Linked DNA regions of Mus musculus: region 2 is linked to region 1. A link is a contact called in public Micro-C data. All regions are on one chromosome and are shown on one strand. Each heading gives the region's core, a stretch centred on a gene start, on an enhancer-like site or on the middle of the called end of the contact. The rest is flanking DNA. Distances are from core to core; before and after follow the strand shown.

Region 1 (5,894 bases), core at 695-3,194:
AAACTCAAGGGGCGGAGACAGGAAGACCACGCTCTGGGAGCCACCCCTCCGTTTGCCCCGCCCCCTCTTGCCCCGCCTCCAAATTCTCCGTGCCTGGAGTCTGTGGTTTAAATGATTGACAGAGCTTCTTGTTCAATCAAAACAGTTTTGCCTCGAGCTAGGTTTCTTGGGGGAGTTACCTGATTATATATTTTTATCAAATTATTTTTATATTTATATATTATAAATATTTAAGCTTAACCAACAATGCACAAAATCTGAGCTAGGAGAGATGTTAAGACTTAGCTAAATGTTTATTTGGTGCGGTTCCTTACAAAGATAAAGCCCTTCTCACCACCTGTCGTCCTCCATTACTCCAACGTGAGGAGGTTTGTAATTTTTCTGAACGCAAGCTAAAGACCTATGGATTCCACCACGTAGGAGGGTACGTGAGTGCCCATCAGTAGATAGCAGAGCTTGCGTGAGCTCAGCCTCTCTCCCCGGAAATTGCAAGTTTGAGCTATCGTGAGAAGTTGCATAATGAGGGGGTTGGGGGCATACAAACCGCGGAAGCCCCCAGAGACCGATTTTTTAGGTTATTTCTATTACATTTTTGCCTGCTGAAGCCGTAGGAATCCATCACCTGGCTTGGAGACAAAAAGGTTGGCTAGCAATCCCATCACAGCCGAATTGCGCAAGTTATGACTCCGCAGTATCCTCGCCCCACTTTTATTTGCCCAGCCAAGCGGTAGATAGGGAGTAGCTAGGAATAAAAGGAGTGAGCTCTGTGCGCACTCACTCACGCAGATGCTGGACCAGCAAAGAGGCAGCATCCTACTTCCCAAGTGGACCCAGTGCACACGCGCGCGTGCACGCATACATGCACACACGTACGAACCATATTTTTGTCCCGCGCCAGATCGCTTTAGAATTCTCTGCAGCCGAAGCAACCAGAAGCAACACCCTCTCCTCGCCCTCACTCCAACCCCAGCCCGCGTCAGGCAGGTGCCTAACAGCCTACAATTGCACCCTGGCTGCCGACCACAGTGGCAAAGGTTAATACCTTCCTCCCGAATGGGAGCCGGCTCTCGGAGAAGATCCTTCGAGCCATTATTTGGATGCCCACCCCCCCCCCAAAAAAAAGCTAAAGATGACGTCATTCTTAAAGAAAGGAAAATGGATAATGAAGAGAGGAGATTGTCTTCTGGGTCCTTTAGGAGAAATTCTTGCTCCCTAGGCCCCCTCCCCCACCACTGAAATCTGAGTAGTGTGAGCTTGGACAATCCTCTTCTCCCGCAGTTGGAAGCTATAATATACATATGTTGTATTTATATTTGGTATGCAACCAAAAATATATATTATATATTCATATTATTATATTATGTAACACCCCCACCCCCCAGTACAGTGAGTTTCTAGATTGAGAAGTGAGGAGCGAAGGAGAGGTGGCTGGCAGCCAAAGCTTCGGGAGAGGGAGGTGTACGCAGGCAGGCGGAGCCTGGGGTTTTGCTGGTTGCGTTGCTTGGCAACTGGAGAGGGAGTCGCCTAGATGTCCAGGGCTTGGAGCGCGCCTGGCCCTGCATTTTCTTTTGGCCAGTTCAGGGGCCAGCGATAGATACAGAAGGCAGTGTGTGTGAGGCTAAGGGGACTAGGGACACAGGGGTTTCTAGGACCAAGAAAGATGAGCCTCGATGGATCAAGGAAGGCCTAAAATGTGTTGAGGGCATTCTCTAGAAAATGTGCTTTCAGCGGTGGGAGCCTAACATACCGGAGAATCTGGGGAGTGTCTCCTGAGCTAGCAGAAACGCAAAATCTGAGATGTGGAGAGCAGAGGGCTGTGAATGTCAATCCTGTCATTGAGAAATAAGGCAAAGAGCAACATAAAAAAAAAATGTGCTTCTGGGAAACCAAGGGGAGGGGTACATTATGTAAATGAAAATGAATTCGGCCTTTGCTTCTTGGGCGGCTTTGGTCTCCATCGACCTGGCTTCAGCTCCAAGCCTAGTCCAAATGCCACGCTGAAGTTAACCCAGACTAAGACTTTTTGGCCAAATTCATGTCTGGATTGAACAAGGTTATGAAAAATTGAAGGAGCCAGATGACTTTCCCGCCGCACGCCCTCCTCTGAAGCAAGTCTGTGAGTGAGGGCTATGCCGAAGCCAACCAAAACGGGAGTTGGGCGAGAGGGATGGCTTTAACGTTTCTTGCCTTTGCCCCCATCTTTCTGCTGTGTCAGCAAGGCTTAGAGGAGACAGCACAGCTGGCCCAATGAAGCTGCTTTTCTTTCCAAGTCCCTTTCCCCCACGCCCCCACGGACTTCGGTAGCCTCTCCTCCGCTCCCCTAACCCCTCCCTCATGTCCACGCCCCAACTGAGGGCGGAGTTTTAAATCTGAGCAGTTCCGCCTTTGCCCTCTCGCTTTAAGCAAGCAGCCACCTGCAGCTGCACGGGCAGGGCCAAGCTGATCCCCCAGCCAGAGGTCACGGAGCTGGTTAGAACGGAGGACACGGAAGCAAGATTCCCTGCTGACCGGGTCCCGCTTTCTTAATTCAGGGAGGAGGAGCAAGAGGGACGGAAAGATTTACCAAAAAAAAAAAAAAAAAAAAAAAAAGTTTTACTTTGCACCCAAGCAGCCCATGCCTATGAAACCTTGAAGTATTTAATGTGGAGAAAAATGAAAATTGAAAGAAGGGATTATACCCTCCAGAGCCACAACGTTCAGAAGGTGGAGGAACTCTGTATATAATCAAGTATGAACAAGGGGCACCCCTTAGGAGCCAAGAAGCGAGGGGATGGTTACCAGGAGCCACAGCTAGCAAGTGGGAGGGGTTTTGTTCCATTGTAAGTTTGCACTTTTGCCAATTAGGTGAAAACTAGCAATTCTCAAAGGCTACCATTACATTTCTAACTGGGTAGACTATTCAAGGCAATAAGATTAGTCACATGTCTGCAGAAACAGGCAAATAACCGAGGACTGTGATGCATATGTCTGCTTCCCATTTCTTATAAAACATAAATCCAGATGAGTAACTAGACATTTGTTTGTATGGAGAAGTGGCCTTTTCTGCCTGGCCACATGTCTTAGCTGTGTCCTAGCAACTCTCCAGGAATTGTCTGGATAGTGTCCAAAGAACCTTAAAGCTGGAAGTAAACCCAGGGCTACCCTCATGGTCAAGGGCCCCACTTTACAGATAAAGACATTGAGACCTAAAACAGTAAGCCACTTGCCCAAGACAAGATCTGTGGTTGTCAGGACTTGAACTTGGCTTCTCCCTAGGGGCTGAGGCACTCTGCCCTGCTATTTCTGCTATTTCTGGCTCCTTCACTAGTCACTAGGGCTCTTGCCTAGGCCTGGTCTAACCTTGCAACCTTGGCCAACATTGCCAAATGCTACCTTCCAGTGGTAGGTGTTCTGAAAGCAAAGAGGAAACCCCTCCACTTAGGGGTGCTCTATTCTGTGGGCCAGAGAAGTATCAAAGTGACCTAAAAGTGGGAACTCCAATACCCTCTTGGAGGAATGGCTTCTTCCGTCCCCTTTTCTACACAGTCTCCCAGACAGCTGGCTCAGGCCAGTGGTTTGGCCAGAGAAAGTGAGCAAGGAGGGTTTGAAGGGACGGCATTCAGCACAGCCTCCGTGTCTATGGGCCAAACCTCATTTCCTGAACACAAGGAGTTCTCCTAATGTGGCAGGCAGGTCTTTGCAGCCCTGTGGTTGTCCATGCTTCCTGCCTCTCTGGAGAACATAGTACTTCAGTCCGTGGTCTACTGCCTGTGGTAGCCTGTCTCTAATGGCATAGGTCTCCCCTGGGGCTGGCAAACTGCATAATGAGACCTGAGGTAGAGTGGACTGACAGAAGTAACTACGGGGTTTCTACATCAGAAAGAAGGGGAGACCATCCATCAGGAAAGCTGATAGAGGAAGCCTCAGGAACGCCTTGTGAACATACTGGGGTATGCCTCGGGTTTTCAGCAGGCCTGCCTTTGGCTGAGAGGTTTTAGGGGTTCGGGTTACTCAGAGGCTATGCCAAGACTCATGCTAACTTGCCCCAGAGGCTGAGGAAGCTCTTTCCTTTGGGGTTGTTGGGGAAGGAAGCAGATAACGCAAGCCTATCTTCCCAGTAGGGTCTACCAGCTGAGCCTTTAGGCTCAACCAAATAGTTTATCTTACACTTTAGCCTTCAACCTAAACTGTCAGATCAACGGCCTTTCCCTGCCAAGTCTAAAGGCCTTCAATGAAACTGTACTCAGAACAGGGCCTCATATGATACCTCTACCAATCTGTGAATTTATATAGGATCTAGTTATTTGCTCTCTAAGCTCTGTCCATCAGGGCTTCCATGGGGAACATCTCTCTGTCCCCTCTAAAGGCGTGTCTCCTTCAGGAGTCTTTAGACTAGCACATCCAACCAAAATATAATACAAACCACATACATAACGTTTCATTTTCCAGGGACCACAATTTTCATACTTTTTTTTCTAGCAGCCAAAAATTTTCAAGGTTAAGAAGAAGCAGAGGAAATGTATTTTACTGGTGTATTTTAACAGAGCGTACCAGAAAATATTATCATCTCCACATGTACCCAAAGAATGACAATGAAATCATCAACTTTCTTTCACTTGCTGTCTTTTAAATCCATGGCATTTTTCTACCTTCAGAGAAAAATCTCAATTAGACACTGTATACGTATATACATATGCATATGACATATATGTATATGTCATAAAGTTTATGGTATGCTCTGCCAAACATACTTAAAACATTCCCAGTGAGCAAATTCTCTTGTTTCAAAATTTATATTTAAACTTTATGAAATTAAGAGAGCCCTCTGGCCCTCCCCCCACCTAAGGATACAGCTGTCGATGTTTGTTTTCTCTTGAAAAGTCAGCTCATCATCCTGGTTGCTAGAACCCCTGGACACTCCCTCTATTGCTGACCACAGTGAAAAAGAAAATGGGATCTTCAGGAGTGAGCCTGGGGCCAGGCAGATGCTGCTGTGAGCCAGTAGGAAGGCCAGGGGACACTCCACAGCCTCTACCCAGAGCCCCTCCTCTTTCTCTCTATATGCAAATGCACCCACACAGGGCAGCTGAGCTAAATAGCACCCATCTGCAGCTGGAAAGCAGTGAGACTTGGGGAGTCTGAAACACAGCTTACATTTGGGTGGATTGGGGAGGGGGGGACAATGAGCAGCCAGATTCTGATTCTCCCCCAAGCCTAGCACTGCAGCAAAGAGCAGGAGGCTGCCTGTTGGCTGGGAAACAAGACAGGACACGGAATGGGCAGAGCATCTAGCTGACTATTTTTGTCCTGATGGATGTCTTGGGCCAGTGCTATCTAGTGGAACTTACAGTGATGATGAAAGTGTTCTATATCTGTACTGTCCAGCCCAGTAGCAGCCAACGTGTGGCTGGGGAGAACTGGAAATGAGGACCTCTGGGTGTATTATCATTATTATTATTATTATTATTATTATTATTATTATTATTATTATTATGTATTTGTTCATTTAAATGCCACATTGGCTTCTGGATGGCACAGCCTCAGCCAAACAGAAACCTCACACACCAGGGGCACCTTCTTCATGGACTGCTTGTCTCTTCACCTTCCTGTGGCAAAGTAATCATGCTCTGAGGCAGGGGCATGACTCAGATGGCCTCCCCCACCCCACCCCCCACCCCAGCATCCGTTAAGCTATAAGTTGCCCCATTTATATCACAGAACTACTTCTCGGCTGAACTTCTCTTTGCAGATTGTAAGTGGCCTATTGGGCCATGAACTCCAAGCTTAGCTGGTTTTCTGATGGAAGAGAAATCATCACAGATAAGTCTCCCCCAGACTTCTGTTTGTGAGGACAGGTCAAGCCAGCATCCAATAGCAGCCCAGGATCAGGCTATTATTCATGGTGCCAGAATGAC
Region 2 (5,476 bases), core at 1,198-3,697, 610 kb before region 1:
AAGAGAAAGCAACATAATGAAGGATATTAAAATGGAAGGATAGTCTTCTGGAGAGGAAAGGGACAAAGCTCTAGGCATCATGTAGACTTTGTTGATAAGGTCAAGGTCTGCTGATCAGACACCACTACCACTAGATTTATCATGGTGTGCGAGTGCAGGTAAATGTGCAAGATGCAAACATGAGTGTGTATAAGTGAGTGATTGTGTATATGTGTGTGAGCAAGCATGTGGGTATGTATGCTCATGTGATCATCTATAAGGGAGTGTCTTAGGGTTTTACTGCTGTGAACAGATGCCGTGACCAAGGCAACTATTATATGGGCAACATTTAATAAGGGCTGGCTTACAGGTTCAGAGGATCAGTCCATTACCATCAAGGCAGGAGCATGGCAGCATCCAGGCAAGCATGGTGCAGGAGGAGCTGAGAGTTCTATCTTCATTTGATGTAGGAGAAAACTAACTTGTCAGGCAGCTAGAAGTAGGGTCTCAAAGCCTACTCCAGCACTGACACACTACCTCCAAAAAGGCCACACCTACTCCAACAAGGCCACACCTATTCTAACAAGGCCACACTTACTCCAACAAGGCAACACCTCCTAATCATGCCAATCCATGGGCCAAGCATATTCAAACCACCACAGTAGGTGTGATAGTATGTGTGTGTGTGTGTACTTTGTGAAAGTGTGTGGTACTTTTGTGAACATGTGTGTGAGTGCATGCATGTGAGAGCATGAGTCTGTGCATGTGTATGTATAATTGTGAGATTGTGTGTATTTGAGTGCATATATGAGTATGAGCAATTCAGAGTTTTGTGTGCATATGGCTTTCAGAGTGTGCATGTCTAGATGTGCAATCATGTGTGAGTGTGAATGTGAGGGCATTTGAGCAAATGTATGTAGGTGAGTGTGTTTGCGAATTTAAGATGTGTGTGTGTGTGTGTGTGTGTGTGTGTGTGTGTGTGTGTGAAGGTAAGCATGGATCTGTGAGCATGTTTCTGTGTGAATGTATGTGTGAGTTGTAAGTTTAGGATTATGTCCTTGGGTGTGAATATGGGAGTGTGCTAATGTCTGAGTGTGTGATCCTATAATTGTGTATGTTTGTATGCAAATGCATATGTGTATGCATGTGTGTGCACATGTGTGTGTGTTCAAGCTCTCCTGCTCATACAAGCATGATTGTTCTTATCTTTGGGCCTCTTCCTGCAATTTTGTCCTTTATGTCATTCTGATACTAGGCACCGAAACCAACCATAGAGCCTTTAAAAGGAGTTCTTTCTCTGCTCTCAGTCCCTCATGAGATGCACTGCTTTCTTCATGCTTTAAAAAAGGCCACAGAGGGGCCTTTAGCAGATTTTGTTAGGCCAGTCTAACTAGGCTGTATACTATACACTTCCAATTGTAGACACTGTGGAACAGGGAGAAATGCAGAGTCATAAAAAACTACATGGTTGCCAGGGGCTGGTGAAGAGAAAACAAAATTACCTGAGAATAGTGGAGCTGATTCAAGTGCCACCATCAGGGTAGGAAAGTAACAGTGTGCATTTTCAAAAAACCAGAAAACAAACTCTAATCCAAGCTGTGGACATTAGTGAAGTGGAAAACATCAATATTACCACCATGATTGTAGCCAGCACATCACTTGAGTGCTGCCCAAGAAGCAAAAGTAGATCTCTCCCTGTCTGACCTCCCTCCCTTGTGTGTGTGTGTATGTGTTGCACACATACACTATGTGGGGATTCTCTGCATCTTCTGTTCTCCCCTTACACACACACATACACACACACACACACACACACACACACACGCACACACACACACACACACACACACACACACACACAGAGGAAACTACTCTAAAAGTTAACGTCTGTTGATTAGAAAAAAGACTTCAAACTACAAGGATTGTCTTTCCTAGTTCTGTCTCTTTTCTTTCATAAGGAAACCCTGAGGGTGACTTACACTTGCTGAGGATAAAACTTAGATCCATAAATACTCCTACATTGTCAGCAGTTCACTAAAACAAAATACCAAATTATCATTTCAACCCTATTCAGAAGCCATTGGCACATGTGTGGTCCAAGTATTGAACTGAGTTTGAGTACGTCTCAGGTTAATGAGATGGCCTTTGTCCTCTCAGTTCTGTTTTTACATAGCTTAGTGTCTTGGTCTTTGCCTTGGGCCTTCTCACTGATCCCCAAGGAGACTGTATAGCAAGCTTGTGAGCAGCAATCCTGTAGGAAATGATAGCACCTTTTCTTTCCCTTTGCCTGGTTGGAAAGAGTTGTACCTCAACTTCTTGAGCATCTAAGAGATGGTTTGGGAATCTACCATGTTTAATCTTAGAGTAAGGGCCATTATTTTACAAACCTTGGTCACACATATCTGTGATGATTCATGAAGAGTCTCCAGATATTTATTTAATGAGAGGACCAAACCCAAACAGAGCGTCATGTGGTTACAGAAAGAATTTTAAACAAAGGCCTTGAGTGGGGTGCGACTCCTGTCTTCTATAAACAGCATCCCCTAAACATCATTTTGTTGGTTATTCCACAAGGGCTGGAGTTGCCAGTCCCAAGACACTCGAACCACAGGGCACTGAACTTCTTTAAAGTAGAGAAACCAGCCTGGGCCTCTGGGAACAGTGGGTTTATTATAGGTAGACTGGCTAGCCTGATAAGCAGACAGTTTTAGGAGTTAGAATGTCCTCGTTTTCAGCTCCCAAGGAAGGTTTATGGACATAGGAAGATATGCCGGACTCCAAGATGTGAGACACTGTGCTAAGCATTTCACATGGGCCAGTGCATTTAACCCTAGGAGAAGGACATTAGGTCCTTCTGGTCACAGATGTGGATGCTAGGCAGGGAGGGAGAAAATCAATCCAAGGAGAATGGGCAAGAACACTGCTCTAGAGCTGCTGTTATCCAGTGGTGACATCATCCTTGAATGACCCAACCACAAGCCAGATGTATTATTTAGAATCTTCTGGTGGGCACATAAAAAGTATAAAAAAAAATAAAGCAATCAAGAGAAGTTAATGTTTTATTTAGCCCAACACATCTAATATACCCTCATTTCAACATTTATCTAATGTTCCCTCCTTTTGGTTATTGTACAAAAGCATCAGAATTCATTTCAGGTTTTATGCTTACAATCTACTCCCCTAAGGAGGCTACTCACATTTTAGATCACCCATGGTTCAAAGTTGCTGTATCACACAGCACATACTAGGTCTCCTCTCTTCATCCTTGGATCAGGATGCATCCTTTAAAGTTTGCTTTGCTCTGTCGTTTTACTGAATTGTGCTTTTATATGATGCCCTTGATTTGGGGTGAAGAACACACCCTGTGGAATGTTGCAGTCTTTGCTGCTGGTGGCTGTTACCAGATCTTTCTCTGCCTTCAATACCCCAAATATTACACTGTTGATCTTTCAAAATGCTGTGCCTCCTTCCTTATAATAATTTGTATTTTCTAGCTGGTTCTGTTTTGTTTTGTATTAGCTACCAGGAGGCTCGGGCCCAAATTGGACTTGATTGCAGCTATGGATTAATTCAATTCTTGAGTTAATGATGAACTATAATGACATGGTTTGTTGAGTGTTCTGGCCCTCATAAATATACACCATGTGTTCCCAGTAAAGTTTTCCTACTGAAGTTGAAAGTGAAAAGATTTGCTTGAGTTGAAAGTGACTTAGGCTTTGTCTGGTAGTGGATAAATGGTATTCATTTTGTCCTAAGAAAAAGGGCACTCCAAAAATTTAGTCTACAAACATCATTGGCAAGTATACTATTATGAGACCGAGCATTGGTGTGTGTGTGTGTATTTAAATTTACTTTTTTTTCCAGACAGCGTTTCTCTGTATAACCCTGGCTGTCCTGGAACTCTGTAGAAGAGGCTGGCCTCCTCAGAAATCTGCCTGCCTCTGTCTCTCCAGTACTGGGTTTACTTTTGAAGCTTTCAATGCATGTTTTTTTTTTCCTTGAAAATTCTTAAACTGTGCTTCCAAAATTAAGTCACTGAGTTTAAGTCTTCCCTTTGTGTAACAAAGAAAGGAAAGAAGGGTAGATTATACTTTCCTGGTAATACAAGAGAAGTGTGCCTCCCTCTGTAGAAATGGTACACAGAGTAAGGTTACTCTTGATTACAGTCAGAATTTACATACTTTTAATACAGAATGTGTGTGTATAGGGTGATAGGTGAGTGGTTTCTCTACACTGACTGGGACACATAACTGTCATTATCATCTGAAAGTTAAGAAACATCATATCTAGGGAAAGATGTGCACATCTGGACTTCAACTGTAGTCTTGTTTTGGTATTAAGAAAAGGATATGGGAACACAGAGGAAGCAATGAGCTTCTTTTCTCAGTTGTTCAAAGACTTCCAAGTCATCTTTGATTATCCCCTTTTCTCCCACTGTTCACCTCCCGACAATCACCATTTTTCTTATTGTTTGCTGGATACTTCGAGAAAGTGAAGTTTACATTGTTGACATTAATTAATAGTCAAGCACAAAAGAAAATAAAACCTTTTAGGTTCAGATAGTAAGTCAGAAACACAGGAGAAAGGGGATGCAAGCCTAGGGGAAGGAGTTTGACATGTGATAAGGTAGCAGACTCAGAGATCCAAGCAGCCAGCACAGGGGGCACCCTAAGATTGAGTGGTCCTATAATGATGCAAGGTCAGATTGGTTCCCTTCTAGATATAACCATTTCTATTATCAGGCGTCACTTTGAAGACACATTCAGAATTCCACCTTCACCGTTGCCACTCTGGTCTGCTCAGTCTGCGAGTGTAATTGTCATACTTCAGCTACGGAGTTAACAGGATGCAGACTAGAACAGTCAAATTAGCGATTGCTGTTCTAGGGAGAGTTTTGTTACACACAGGGAAGGGCTCAGCAGATGATTTGAAAGGGAGAAACAGACGGTGGAAGGCAGATTAAGGTTTAAAAAGCAAATAAACACGGGTGCATATATGTGTGCATATATATATGTATATTAATACATATATATGTCTGTATAAGCGTACATACTCATGTGTATACACACACACACACACACACACACACACACACACACACACACACACACACATGACTACATGTGTGCCTGAACGCACATAAAGAGAGAGGAGGAGGAGGAGGAGGAGGAGGAGGAGAGAGAGAGAGAGAGAGAGAGAGAGAGAGAGAGAGAGAGAGAGAAATCCTTCAGCATTTCCATGAGCCAACCATAACAAAGGCTTACAAAGGAGGTACAGGCCATCTCATAACTCATTTGCTGCTTCCCTCATCTGTCATCCTGAAATGCCACTGAGACTGACTCAAAGAGCAGGGTCAATTTTTGTTTTTGGAAACAGCGGGGTAAATCTTACAGATTTGGAACTCTTTGGCTGGAGACTTCAAAGTATCAAGTGGAGCTGATTTGGGTGCCACCTGGCAGAAAACCTAACTTTTGCAGTTTGGGGTAATTTTTTCCCC

The links. A called contact is a pair of places that touch in the nucleus more often than the background predicts.
Region 2: a contact with region 1 is called in a Micro-C map of granulosa cells, with 3 times the contacts expected there. The contact joins two enhancer-like sites. A contact is called at or near these places in 12 of 39 promoter capture datasets (the 3T3-L1 cell line, the C10 cell line, the HPC-7 cell line and 8 more), 1 of 15 datasets of contacts at CTCF or cohesin (pro-B cells), 8 of 484 Hi-C or Micro-C datasets (the G1E-ER4 cell line, the Patski cell line, adipose-derived mesenchymal stem cells and 5 more), 13 of 115 datasets of contacts at active chromatin or transcription factors (astrocytes, cardiomyocytes, craniofacial prominence and 7 more) and 1 of 9 other capture datasets (embryonic stem cells).

What each region holds. Positions count from the first base shown.
Region 1 is chr1:72,866,826-72,872,719 of GRCm38.p6, reverse strand. All of the region lies in intron 1 of Igfbp5 (insulin-like growth factor binding protein 5), which reads left to right. Among named protein-coding and RNA genes, the nearest start is that of Igfbp5, 5.1 kb to the left of the region's middle. Within about 2 kb of position 1,944, at least 194 of the 459 cell types and tissues checked have an H3K27ac peak or open chromatin away from gene starts, as enhancers often do. A contact at or near this core is called in granulosa cells, where this site is marked.
Region 2 is chr1:73,482,167-73,487,642 of GRCm38.p6, reverse strand. No RefSeq gene overlaps it. Among named protein-coding and RNA genes, the nearest start is that of C530043A13Rik, 45 kb to the left of the region's middle. Within about 2 kb of position 2,447, at least 1 of the 459 cell types and tissues checked has an H3K27ac peak or open chromatin away from gene starts, as enhancers often do. A contact at or near this core is called in granulosa cells, where this site is marked.